Regions from separate parts of the Xenopus tropicalis genome. Here region 1 is linked to region 2. A link is a contact called in public Hi-C data. All regions are on one chromosome and are shown on one strand. The core of a region is the stretch at or near the end of the contact, and the rest is flanking DNA. Distances in the headings are between cores, read along the strand shown.

The links. Hi-C and Micro-C count contacts between places; a contact is called where the count stands out from the background.
Region 1: a Hi-C map of neurula embryo shows a contact between it and region 2, with 2.7 times the contacts expected there. The contact joins the promoter of rps19bp1 here to the promoter of tab1 in region 2. A contact is called at or near these places in 2 of 5 Hi-C or Micro-C datasets (brain and neurula embryo).

Annotation. Positions count from the first base shown.
Region 1 is chr4:121,078,112-121,084,786 of UCB_Xtro_10.0, reverse strand. It overlaps rps19bp1 (ribosomal protein S19 binding protein 1), which reads left to right and starts at 3,336. Exons shown (of 4, transcript NM_001044432.1): 1 at 3,336-3,400; 2 at 3,662-3,826. The coding sequence starts at 3,346.
Region 2 is chr4:120,872,819-120,879,819 of UCB_Xtro_10.0, reverse strand. tab1 (TGF-beta activated kinase 1/MAP3K7 binding protein 1) reads right to left here and starts at 3,010. Exons shown (of 11, transcript NM_001016463.2): 1 at 2,857-3,010; 2 at 606-739. The coding sequence starts at 2,889.

The sequences.
Region 1 (6,675 bases), core at 2,087-4,586, 200 kb before region 2:
TCCGCACATTTGACAACCTCTTACTGTGTATGGCCAACTTTAATATACTTTAAAGAGGACCTGTCACCCTAAGACATAGCTTTACTTACGCTATATAAATAATATAAATCTAGTTTCCTTTCGTCTTGGAATTACTCAAAGCAAGCAGGCAGGCACCATTTTATGGACACTGTTATGAAGACAAACTTTGTATCATGACAAAATCTTGTTTATGCCCCAGAATGGGGGACCAGATGCCCATGCACTGGCTACACAGTTAGATGAGGAGGAGGGAGGGGGAAAGTGTGATGTGCAGTGACATCTATGTAGTGCTGAACGGAAAGCTAAAGTTATTGTCTGCCCCGCCTCTATGCCTAAGGCATAGAGGTGGGGCAAGCAATATATGATTGACAGCTGGGATTTGTAAATGCCTTTATAATGAGTTTGGATGTGTTAATATAAAAATGAATTTGGGTTTCATGTTTAATTTAAAAAGGACTTTTATTATACAGCTTTTTATGTCTGGGTGACAGGTCCACTTTAATGATTGTTTCTGCAATTATTAATCTGTCCACTAGGTGATGCTGCAGTGTAATGCAAGCCTATAAAGAAAAAATAACTATTTAAAGATCCAGTAATCGACGGCTATTTATATACTTGGAGATATTAGAAATTGAACTATTTTTTAATTCTTAACATTTAATATCTACTATTGTAAGATGAAAAAGTAGAAAATCATAAGACAGCACAATCTCATATGCTGTATACTGATACCTATAATAACAGTAGATCTTATGATCACAATAGCCTTGTATATGAATATGTTTGTTCAAGAAGTCATTCATGCCACTCTTAAAGGCATTAATAGCTTTTTTTGTTTCCATACATGAAAGTGTAGCTTCTTTCTGAAAAAAACCCTCATTTTGGCCAAGACACAAAACATTTCATTTAATTTAACCTACTCTGATTTCAAGCTTTTCCTCACCCACATATCGATTTAACCAAATTAAGTTTGAATTTCCAATTCTCTCAGGTGTATTCATTTAAAACGGTCTATCATTGCTAACCTTCATCACAATCCATAAGTTTAACAAATAATTACAGGTTTTCACAGCCACAAGTAGTATCTGGGGAGCTGAATTCTTCTAATCAGAAAAGCCAATGATTATAGAAGGCACAAATGCCTATTTCAGTGGTCTGCACTTTGTCTAAATCTGCCAGAACACGTTGGTATCTTCATTGTGGGTATTTTCTTGAACTGAGTTTGAATTCAGTTTTACATAAAGCCTATACCTTAATTTACCAACTGTGAGGGTCACTTGCGCCATTAGTGTTGGACAGGCCTTGGACAGGCATTCAGTGGGTTCTGGAATAACCCAGAGAGGCTTCTGTAAGATGCCATAGGCATTCACTAATAACTGAGGGTGTGGGGTTTGTTTGGGCTGCTCCTTACCTGAAAAACCTATTTTAAACCTCAGTCAGGACGGTTTCCTCTAGTACAGAATATATACACACTTCAGCATTTTTTACAATGCCAGAAGCACAACTGGCCATACTAGTCATGATAAATTATCTCCAGCTGCTCTACAAGAGAAAGAGTAATCACAAACACGGCGGAAATAACAAGCTGGAGATTATAGGGGTGCCAACAAATATTGCACCTCGGTCAAGTTCTTAGCAACAGCAGGGTTATATACAGACCATTTATGACTTTAAAGGAACAGTAACACCAAAAAATGAAAGTGTATAAAAATAATTAATATATTATATACTATTGCCCTGCACTGGTAAAGTTGTGTGTTTTCTTTATAAACACTACTACAGTTAATATAAATACCCTGCTGTGTAGCCATGGGGGCAGCCATTTAAATTGAAAAAAGGAGAAAAGATTCCCATTGTATTCTACACAGTTTATCTGTTATCTTCTTATGTAACCTGGGCCTTTTCTCCTTTTTTCAATTTAAATGGCTGCCCCCATGGCTACACAGCAGCTATTTATATAAACTATAGTAGTCTTTCTGAAGCAAACACACAACTTTTACCAGTGCAGGGCAACAGTACATTATATTTTAATTATTTTAAAACATTTTTATTTTTTAGTGTTACTGTTCCTTTAAAGGGGACCTGTCACCCTAAGAAATAATTCCAGATTGTTTTCACTTGTGTTTGTCAAGCAAAATACATTTAATTTACACCATATAAATTAGTTTAATCTTATTTTCTTCAGTCTTGGAATTCACAGTTGCAGCAAGCAGGGAGGTGCCATTTTGTGGACACTGTTTAGGCAAGCTTTGTATCACCCCAAAATCTTGTTTCTGTGCCTGTATGGGGGGACCTGATGCCCATGCACTGGTTACACAATTAGATGGTGAGGAGGGAGGGGGAATGTGAGGAGTACAGTGACATCTAAGAAGTTCTGAATTGAAAGTGAAAGTAACTGCCTGCCCCACCCCTATGCCTAAGGCATAGAGGTGGGGCAGGCAATATATGATTGACAGTTGGGATTTTTAAATGCTTTTATAATGGGTATGGATGTGTTAATAAAGAAATGAGTTTGGGTTTCATATTCAATTTGAAAAGGACTTTTATTATACAGCTTTTTATGCCTGGGTGACAGGTCCACTTTAAGTAAAATAAAAAGTGTTTCAGTTGTGATTGCGGGTTACTTCACACAACACAAGCTAATAAAGTTGCTCCCTGTGGGGGGGGGGGGGTAAAGCTGTAGTGAAGGGGTTAAAGCTGTATGGGGGGGGGGGGGGGGGCTCAGCCTTCCCTCAGACATAGGGCAAACTTCTTGTATACTTAAATATACCAGAAAGCCATATAGTTAGGCTCAAACTGAAAACTCCATTCCCCCTGCTCTACATCCCTGGAACTAGAGAACGGCTTGATGGCTAAGCGGGATTGAACTGAATATTACTGCGGGAAACATTTTACAGGCAGCCTCTCATTCTAAGTTTGCGCGGGAATTGAATCCCCTACGAACATTAACTCAAAGTGAACAAAGTACCGCATTATTATGAAGCAAAAGTGACACATTTGCCCACAGGGCTAGTGAACAAAACGTTCTATATAAAATGTACATTCAAAGGAAAACACAAAGGGGCGCAACTCGTATCGCACGGAGTGTTTGGCACCCGTGTGACAGGAATTTCTGAAAATACAGAAGTCGTGCGCAAGCCCCTCCCCCCGTCCTACGCAAGCCCCTCCCCCCGTCCTACGCAAGCGGAAATAAACTCAGCCGCAGTTACTAAGAGACAAGGGTTATTTAAGGAAGTGTACGCGGCTAAGCCGGAAGTGGCGTGCCGAGCCTGCCGGAAGTTGTTTATTTTAAGCACGCGTGCATTGGAACCGGGAGCCGCGGGGATGTCTGTGTCACTGCTCAGGAAAGGCTTGGATTTGCTTAGGGAGGAAAGGAGCGGTAAGGATAGGGCAATTGCCTAGTTTGGAAGGGGCACTGTAGGGGACGTATCCGTGTAAACATGAATTTCCACCCCCAGCATTTAACAACATATAAATAAGGCTAAAAGCCTTCTGGAAGTTGTAGTCCAGCAATATGTATGGGCTCAAGATTCTTATCACAAGTTGCAAATAATGCGCAATGTTCAATGAGTGATGGTTTTTACTGTAAAGAAAAGTACAAAGTTGTGTGACCTGTACCATTCCCCTTTAACCTGTACAGGTGCAGAGTCAAGCTCCAAGAAAAGAAACTCAAGCAGCAAGCCGAAGCCCTGCCTTTCCAGCAGCAAAACCGGCATGAGAAAGCAACTGCGGCGGCTGAAGCAGCAGGGACTGCGGCACGACCAGAAAGCAACTGCTAAAGGCAGGGTGATACGGTCCGCTGTAGGTGAGCATTATATGTCATCCCACTGCCTTGCTTTGTATGTATGTATATCTTTATTTATAAAGCGCTACTTATATACGCAGCGCTGTACAGTAGAATACATTAATACAAACAGGGGGTTAATAAGATAATAGATAAATAGAAAGTATAACAATAAATACAGCTGCAATAAGTTAAGAGTCGAGGACACAAGAGGAAGGAGGTCCCTGCCCCGTAGAGCTTACAATCTATATGGGAGGGTAACTAACAGACACAAATAGGCAAATATAAGTGCTGTAGGTGACAGTGGGTGACACTACAATATAAGTGCCAGTTTTGTAATCACTTGAGTGATCTAAAGGGTTACCCATAGAAAACAGTAGTTTAAAGGAGACATATCCTATAAAAACTAAGAATGTACCAGTAAATTATACTCCTCTAAATATAGAAGGATTGTGCTTAAAAATGTTGTGTTTCTGACTGATTTATTGAGAAATTCCATCAAAACTCCACTAGCCCCGCCCATCTGTTCCACTTCCTGCGGGCTGTGATTGGCTTTCTCCTAACTACTGTGCATCTGGCAGGGACCGTTGGGACACGCCCACTCTTCATTTCACACTGGACGGAGACGTGATAGGATCTATAGGGAGCTCCAATAAGGGGGCCATTGTTACAGATAGGGTTAATGTTTAGCCCAAAGGGAAACCAGCACCGTATATTATTCATAATTGCCTACAAAATAATTGTTTTTCCCCATTTATCCAATATGTCTCCTTTAAAGCTGATGCCACACCAGGCGGATTCTCATAATGCAGAAAAACCTAGACTGAGAATCAGCTCCAGCACTGGCATCAGCCTCCTTTCTTGCCAGAACTATTGAATTGGCTGGGTGCAGGCACACGCAGCGGGAATCTTTGAAGAAACAAGAGTTTGCATTTCAGAGTCGATATCCCACAAGAGCAGACTGTGATTCAGTGGTTCCGGGTGCAGGCAAAGAAGACTGTTGCCAGTATAAGGCCTGATTTTCGGTCTTTGTTTTTCCACAGGCCGAGAATCAGCCCTTTGTGGCATCAACCTTTGCTTAAGAAAAGCACATCAATTAAGTTCATCTTTTAATTTTAAGTCAGGGCTGAATACTCGGCATGTTTGTATGACATTAGGAATTTAATATAATCTAACTCACAAACTAATTTAGCATATTCCAAAGGAAAAGGAATAACCCTATCCAAAGCAGCCTTCCACTTCCCTCAGAAAGGAAGCAATCGTTCCACTGCAAACTGGTATATTGGGCAGTTTTTGGATTTATATTGTACTGATGTATTAATGACAGTAACCTTGTACTGCTTTGCTTGATAAAAGGTATCCAACGCTTACGGAAGTTAATTGTTGCCAATACAACTGTTAGTGTGTCCTACTACTATTTCCACCTTTTTCCACTCCTTGAGGGCAATGAAATGTTTTTGGGTTTTTTTGCTACTTGTGGTAAACAAAACATCAACTGTATGTTTTTTCTCCCTGTAAACCGTTGTGGCTAATAACTGCCCTAAACTGGACCTTTTTGCATTTTAGAGGACTGTACCCTTTGCAGGGCAAACCACATTTATATCAGAGGTAGGCACCACATGTGAGGGTAGCTGCAAACAATGTGTCCTCCTTCCCTCTACTTCCTTCTAATCTCAGTGGGTGCCCTTGGACTGTCTGTAAATTAACATCCAGAAAGCTCATTGATCTCTTCATAACAAATTCAGCATGCACCAAATCCATAATTGTTGGAGTTGGCTATATCATCCGCAACAGATTGATCCAAATACACAAGATAATGCGAAGCCATATATGCACATTTGATTCAAGTCAACAACATTGCAACTGAAATATGTCACCTTCAGTTGTCCAGTTTGAAATTTCATGGTATTACGGTTTCTGGGAAACACTAGGCATTCAACTAGATTTAAAATTTTTGGAGAAAGATCCTGTTTCCCATGATAACCTCTTTTAGATTGTATATTATCTTGACCTCACCATCCTAACCACATAACCAAGACCCTTCATTGTGTTTAGTGCACTGAAAGGGAAGAAATATTCTATGTATATTCAATATAGTCTTTTCAGCTTAAAGGATTACTGTAATTGGACAACATGTTTTCCCATGACACATCAGTTAATAGAGCTTCTCCAGCAGAATCCTGCTGGTTTTAATTTTGAAATTTCACATGGGGCTAGCCATACTCTTCATTTCCCAGGGTGCCACAACCATGTGACCTGTGCTCTAATAAACTGCAGTCACATGCTGAGCTGCAAGTTAGAGTGATATCACCCCTTTCCCAGAAGCCTATCAGCAGAACAAGGGAGGAACATAGCAGCTCCCAGTAGGTATCAGAATAGCACTCAATAGAAAGAAATCCAAGTCCAGTTTGGGACTCCTCCAGTTACATGGGAGTAGGAGAAACAATAGGTTACCTGAAAGCAGTTCTATTGTGTAGCGCTGGCTCCTTCTGAAAGCTCAGACTAGGGCACAATGTACCGAGATGGCGCCTACACACCAATAATACTAAAAAAAAAATATACATTTGTTGGTTCAAGAATAAAATTTTAAATGGAGAGTGAAGTTAGTAAACAGTGTAAGTTAGAAATAAATGAAAACTATAAAAATCATGATCCTTTCCCTTTAAAGGACATATATCATGTTAAAATTAAGACTTTACAAGTGCATTATACTCCTCCAAAAATAGAAGGATTAAGGAAAAAGGATTGTGCTTGGGTTTTGTACTGATTTATTAAGAAATTCCTCCAAAACCCTACTAGTCCCACCCACTTCCTGCTGGCTGAATTCTCTGGATGTGCAGGGGATCCGGCTGCATACTATACACTGCACT
Region 2 (7,001 bases), core at 1,761-4,260:
TTCTTTCCCTTCAGCCACCATTTAGTGATGGGCTGTGTGCTCCTTAAGAGATCACATGACGAGAAATAATGCAGCTCTAACTGTAACAGGAAGTAGTGTGGGAGTAAAAAAGACAAAACTCTGTCCATTAATTGGCTAATGTGGCCTAACATGTATGTGTGCCTTGGCTTGTTTGTATGCACTGTGAATCCTATGGTCCCAGGAGGCGGCCCTCAATTATTAAAATTATTTTTTTTAGCACCCAATAGCACATACTACTAAAAAAGTATATTTTTATGAAAATGGTTTATTTAGATTAAGCAGGGTTTTACATATAAGTCATTTGATGAGTTATATTTTTATAGGTACCTACATTGTTTGGGGGTATAGTTTTCCTTTAAATCTATAAAAGTTATAGGGTAAAAATAAACTCATTTAATGCCAACTCACTGCCGAGCAGTCAACACATGAAACCAACCGTTATTCTGCACCTATACTACTTTACTTTCTGGGCCCAGAGCTTTGTTGGGGTAAATGAAAAAAATATAGAAGAGTATAAGCACCACTGATTTTCTAATATTCATGGGTTAATGTCCAACCTATACGGAAAGTGATTAAAACTGTACCTGAACTTTATCCAGTTATCTTCACATGGGTGCTCCTCCTTCCCAAGGCCCTCAGAATTGTAAGTCTGATTTGAAGCAGATCCAACCCCAGAAAGGTTGCAGAGAGGGAGATCATCTGTCCAGCTCTGCTGCTCCTAGGGAAACAGAAATGCAATGCCATTTAAAGAAATAAAAAACATATGCAAAGGAAAAATATGAAATGTAGAATATGCTTGGGACTACACTGTCAAACCCATGACTGTGGATACGAGTGTACGAGCCATTTAGCATTGTTCTCATGCTATTGCGTTGAGTAAATTGTATAATTAAACAATAAACTTCAATATATTGTGATCCTTGCTCTAATAGGAGCAATACACTGTACACTGAGGGCAATGGCACAGCTGATTCAGGATGCACTCATTCTTCCTGCTAAAATGCACCAACAATATGCTATAAATTGCCTCCAACTGCTTCCTACATGAAATCTGTGACAAATACAGTACAGGTGATTTTCAGGACCCAGCTTTTTCATGTGATTTGCATACGAAGCAACAGGGCGATTACAGGCATTGCAAGAAGACAAAACAACGGAAATTTAGTCTCCAAGCATTCAGTCTCACTTCAGTACTCTTTTCCTACACTTCACCATCCTGTGACAAAATGAGTTTATGTAATTGTTGCTACAACACAGTCCCATCTTTCATCCTCCAAGCTCTATAAAATAGTATATTGCATCAAATTAAGGAGAATATTTGCATCAAACTAAGAGAAAAGGCTGCACTCCTTCATGTAAAAAAATACATGGCAGGGTGCATGAGCCTATGATTAAGAGTTTATTACCAAAACGCATCAGACCCTACCATGCCCTCAAATGTTTTTCCCATTTGTGCCATTAATCTGGTGAGTTACTTTACCAGCATAAAAATAAAAGGGACTGAGTATTAGTACGTGATTTGCATGCATGATGTATGCATCCCTTTTCATGTACACCACTTTGGAATATGCTGGCATAAAAATACATTATAATTAAAAAGATGCCTGGAAATATATCTACGCATTTGTTGGTTTTAATTAGTGGTGCTTGCAAAGCATCACTTCTATTATCTCACAGGCTTATTATTATTCTTCCGTACAAAAGTTCGGCACGGAACTTGTCCCGCACCGTTTGTCGTAGACCCATGAGTGAGGTGTCAAATCGTGTGGCCTATTCGGGAATGGGGTGCTATGTCTTTTCTAAGGGGTTGGTGGTTAATTGCCCCTGCAGGGGGCAATTAACTGGCCCAAAAATCCCATAGACTTAACATTGAGGCCAACTTTGACGGATTGTAGCGCAGAGAGGGAATTTTTTCGAAACGTGAAATTTACCACATTTGAAGAGGTTTGCAACCTGTGTCAGAAGATACCCCGCACAAGGGTATAAGTTTTACCCCCGGGGCAAGAGAGGTCCCCAAATTTGCCCCATTGACTTATAATGGGGATTTTGGCAAATAACTAGTTTGTCGTAGACCCATGAATGAGGTGTCAAACCGTGCGGCTTATTCGGGAATGGGGTGCAATGACTTTTCTAGAGGGTGGGCGGTTAATTGCCCCAGCAAGGGGCAATTAACCAAACTGAAGGAAACATTGTAATATTGGGGCACGAATTTTGCCACGGCAAGCACCACTCACATTTTGTTCAGGAAATGTACCTCTCTAGTTCTCAGTATGCTATTCCCTGTGCTACAGAACAGGATGAGCTGCCCTACACCCTCATTTCTACCCATCAGTGGGAGCTCTTCCCATGAGTTGGGTGGAAGCCCTGTCTGGATTACACGCATCATCACCTTAAAAGCTTAAAAGAAAAAAGTGTGATTCTTGTATATTGTCTCCTGCACTGTGGAAACAAATAGCATTGTTACATGTATATTAATCTCTAAAACACTGCAGAATGTTGCCTTTGATTTACCAAGAGTGCATCACACAACATAGGAGAATCCTTCATTTACTCTAGAAATACCTTCACAACTTAGTATTACTATTAAAACACATATTTATAAACCGCTAACAGATGTTGCTCCCATGCTGCACTGCTCCTGCCTATATAAATACTGCATGTATCTATGACTGGGCAACATCCCCTTCCTTCTATCACCACTGTTGTTTTCTTTTCTGCCCCGACATTGCAACGTTTTCCAGGCAGAACATTATTAGCCAACCTATTGTTACTTGCCCCGCTCGCTTCACACCCACTGACAGTGCCTCACCGCTGCACAATAATCTCACCGCTTACACTATGCAGAAGATTCCTTCTCGGCGCAGCCATATTTGCACTAGGAGTGACGCCGCCAATCAGACGTGGGTCACGTGATTGAGCCTAACGCGGAAGCAGGAAGCGGTGATTTGGGAAGAGAGACTGGCGTGCATTCTGGCTCACTTGGGATGCTCAGAACGGAGCAATAGGTTGGCTTCCTTGTTTCATTTTACTCTTCGTACTTTTGTAGCCGTAAACGCCGGAATATAACGCATCGTCCCTTAAGAATTTAAATTACAGATAATGCGTTAACATATACACTCGTATGCAGTAAAAGGCACAGAGTTTGCCATGCTGTGGTAACCTATAGCAACTAATAGCATATTTGCTTTAACTGAAGAGATAAGTAAAAGCTGCCTGATGATTAGCTGCTGTAGGCCAGGGATCCCCAACCCTTCTTACTCCTGAGCCACAGTCAAATGTAAAAAGCCTTGGGGAGCAACACAAGCACCATAAAAGTTCATGGAGGAGCCAAATAAGGGCTAAGATTGGGTATTAGGGCCTCTATGCACACTATCAGCTTACAGGGGGCTTTATTTGATAGGAAATCTTGTTTTTATTCAACCAAAACTTGCCCCCAAGTCAGGAATTCAAAAATAACTCCCTGGTTTGGGGGCACTGAGAGCAACATCCAAGGGGTTGGTGAGCAACGGTGCCCCCCCGAGCCTGGGGATCACTGATGTAGGTAGTGCTGGGCGGTATACCGGTTTAACCGGTATACCGGTTTTTGAAAAAAAAAACGATATGATTTTTGAACATACCGGTATGCGCGCCTCCTGCAGTTTTTATCCAATTACATCCGGGTTGCGCCCGTGCGCACGTGACGTCGGCGCGCATGTGACGTCGCTAGGACGCATCGCTGGAGGAACCACAAGTTGGGTAAGTTGGGCTGGGGTTGTGGCTGTGGCTGGGGCTGGGGCTGGGGGGGTTGTGGCTGGTGCTGGGGTTGGGGGGTTGTGGCTGGTGCTGGGGTTGGGGGGGTTGTGGCTGGTGCTGGGGTTGTGGCTGGGGCTGGGGGGGTTGTGGCTGGGGCTGGGGGGGTTGTGGCTGGTGCTGGGGTTGTGGCTGGGGCTGGGGGGGTTGGGGCTGGGGCTGGGGGGGTTGTGGCTGGTGCTGGGGTTGGGGGGGTTGTGGCTGGGGTTGGGGGGGTTGTGGCTGGGGCTGGGGGGTTGTGGCTGGGGTTGGGGGGGCTGTGGGGGTTGTGGCTGGGGGGGCTGGGGTTGTGGTGGTTGGGGTTGGGGGGTTGGGGGGGGTTGTGGCTGGGGGGGCTGGGGTTGGGGGGGTGGGGGGGCCACCAATATTTATTATTTATTTTTTATTTATATACCGTCAAATACCGTGATACCGATATAATTTTGAAAAATACCGTGATATAAATTTTTGGTCATACCGCCCAGCTCTAGATGTAGGTGATTGGCCCTGTAGAAAGCTGAGCGTCTATTATGACGTAACCCTCATTTTTCCAGTAGATTTATTTTTATAGTGCTACTTGTTTACAGAGCACTGTACAGCAGAACAATAAATTAACAGAACAAATGGGGTCAAGAAACTATTAAAATACAAAGTACAGTTACGTTAAAGATTAAGCGCTAAGTGTCAAAGAGACAAAAGGACTTCATTTATCTGCTCTTTTGAAACGTATAGAACCATCGCACAAAGCCCTCCCATAAGGGCAGGGCCAGGGGCACACCAGGCATGGCAAAGGTGACCTTGGATCATGTCAGATCAGGGTTGACATCTCAGCCAGGCATGGGGAGAACACACAAGTACCTTGTTGATAGTGCCGATGTTGTAATCAAACTTACCTCCCAACTTCTGAATTCCCAAAAACATGACAACCCATTCCCCCTTGTTTTCCCAGTCCATGCCTAAGTAAGGGCAATTAGGAGATGTGCTTTCCTGCAACCATGTGGAATGTAGCCCAACTAGTCATAGCTCCCAATGGTCCCAGTATCTATGGGACAGTCCTGAATCATATACCCCAACAGATGTAGGTCTTACAGGAAAGCAGATGAATTTTCTTTTGGGGGGGGGTCAAGGGTCATGTCTGCATGTAACTGGGTCATGGTTAAATTATCCTGTTTTATAAACCTTGAATAATGGAAGAGGCAGCATTATTCTAGATATTTTCATTTAATCCAAACTATTTTCTAATGTACTTTTGTATGGACAATTATTTATTAGGTAAGCTGTGCAGTCCATTGCTGTCCTAAAATCAGACCCCCCCCCCCCGGTGATAGCTAGCCTGTTGACATATTCCCTAAGGTTCTGGATCAGTAGTATAAAGTTAGCTAATTGTTACATGCAGGAGGTGCTACTGAGCCCACCCAGTAATTGAAACAGTCTTCCTAAGGATTACATTGGGGGAGTGGTGAAGGTAAGTATTGGAGTTAAATTAGAGTAAAATGTTTGCTTACCCCAGAAAATAATTTTACAACAAACCAATCATCTGCTTTTTAAACTCCATTTATTCGCCAGTTTAACACTAAGAAAAAAAGGTGCATCAACACTGTCTAAACTTCCAGGTATAAATGTTTTTTTTTGTTTTACACAAATATACCTGATTCCACAGACTGAAGGACACACCATGATGACTCCTATTGCCCAAGATCCCTTATGCTGAGAGTGTAATGCAACACCCTCCTTTACTTTGTTCCATTGAAAAGTAATAAATTCTCTCTGCTTTTTGTAGTGGGTGGTGCACAAATTGGCTGGAAAGCAGAGGTACTTCAAGTCCCAGAATCCATCACCCCACAATGGAAAAAGATAAGGGAGGGGGTTTCATTACAGTGAGATTCTACAAGGAAGGGGGCTTTTATGGTTTCCTTTCAATCTGTAAAGTGTGTAAAAAATAACACGTTTAGGTGCTTTTATACCTTTTCTATGTAAGCCCAATTAATTGAGCTTATATCAAACTGGCGAGTATATTTTCCCTTTAACTCCAAGTGTATCTGTAAGTGTAGAGATACTTTCTATTCATGAAATAAATTAAGGCTTTTGTGAACCTGACATTCATTTAACTTCAATAATATTTTATTTATGTTAAACACAAAACTGGTTGAGTTTAATCTGATTTTTCGGAATACACAGCTCAAGGGTCCTCAGTAGTGGCTACTAGACATTATTCTAGTAGCAGTATTCTAGTAGAGGAAAGATAATCTGGAACAAAGCAGAGGTTTCTGATATTTCCTTTTTTAAAATTAATTTCCGTGCCTTATCTCCAGTTAAGGCCATTTATAGGGCGGCTGCCCATCAGTCTGGATTAGTGGTGCATGGGTTGGCATGTAATCCATGGGTTTGAGAGTCAAAACCAAGCTATTTCTGCTGATTATAGGGGTGGCTAGCCAGACTTCACACCCTTGGTTGTGTTATCTGTTTGTACCCTCTACTTAGGTGATGTCAAGACTAGGTCATAAAAATAGCTGAGATTTGGACAGATGCTGGTACTTAACATCAGACCCAATCATTTCTAATCTGGAGGGATTCTGAGTCTGACTACCCACCTTTGCTTTAAAATGGCTAAAATAAATTTTACTTCCCTGCCGTCCACTATGAACAATAATAAGGAATCCTTATAGTAAGCTAAATGTTGGCACCATCTAGTGATACATTTTTAGATTACACAGAATATAGGGCAAGGCTTTCAAGCCAATGTTCCAGATATCTGCAAATAAATTCCACTGAAAGATGCATTCATTAATATGCTTAATTAAAAAAAAAACTGCTGATTTTGGATGTCAATTTTTTGCAGTGGGTTTCCACTGTCTGCCTTGGGGTTACATGGCTTTTTTCTGGTGCAACCACAGAACACAGCTCCTTTGCAGGTAAGACTGGCAAGGATCTGTTTCTTCTGGGGCTTGTTGGACTTAAGGTGGCCATACATACTATATTAATTCTTTGGTGTACTGTAGAGTGTACTCCCCCCAGTTATTATTTACTAATCTTTGCTTTTTTTTGCTGTGATAAGGGGTTTCCTCAAATTCCCTGAAGTAAAAAAATACCTACGGTTCAGGTCTCAGATGCTCTGGTTTTTTTAAAGGCCTGCAGTACTGCAACCTGTGGGCTTTATGAGGCATTGATAGTTACTGAAAAGAAAGGAGAAAGGGTACATAGAACACCCTATA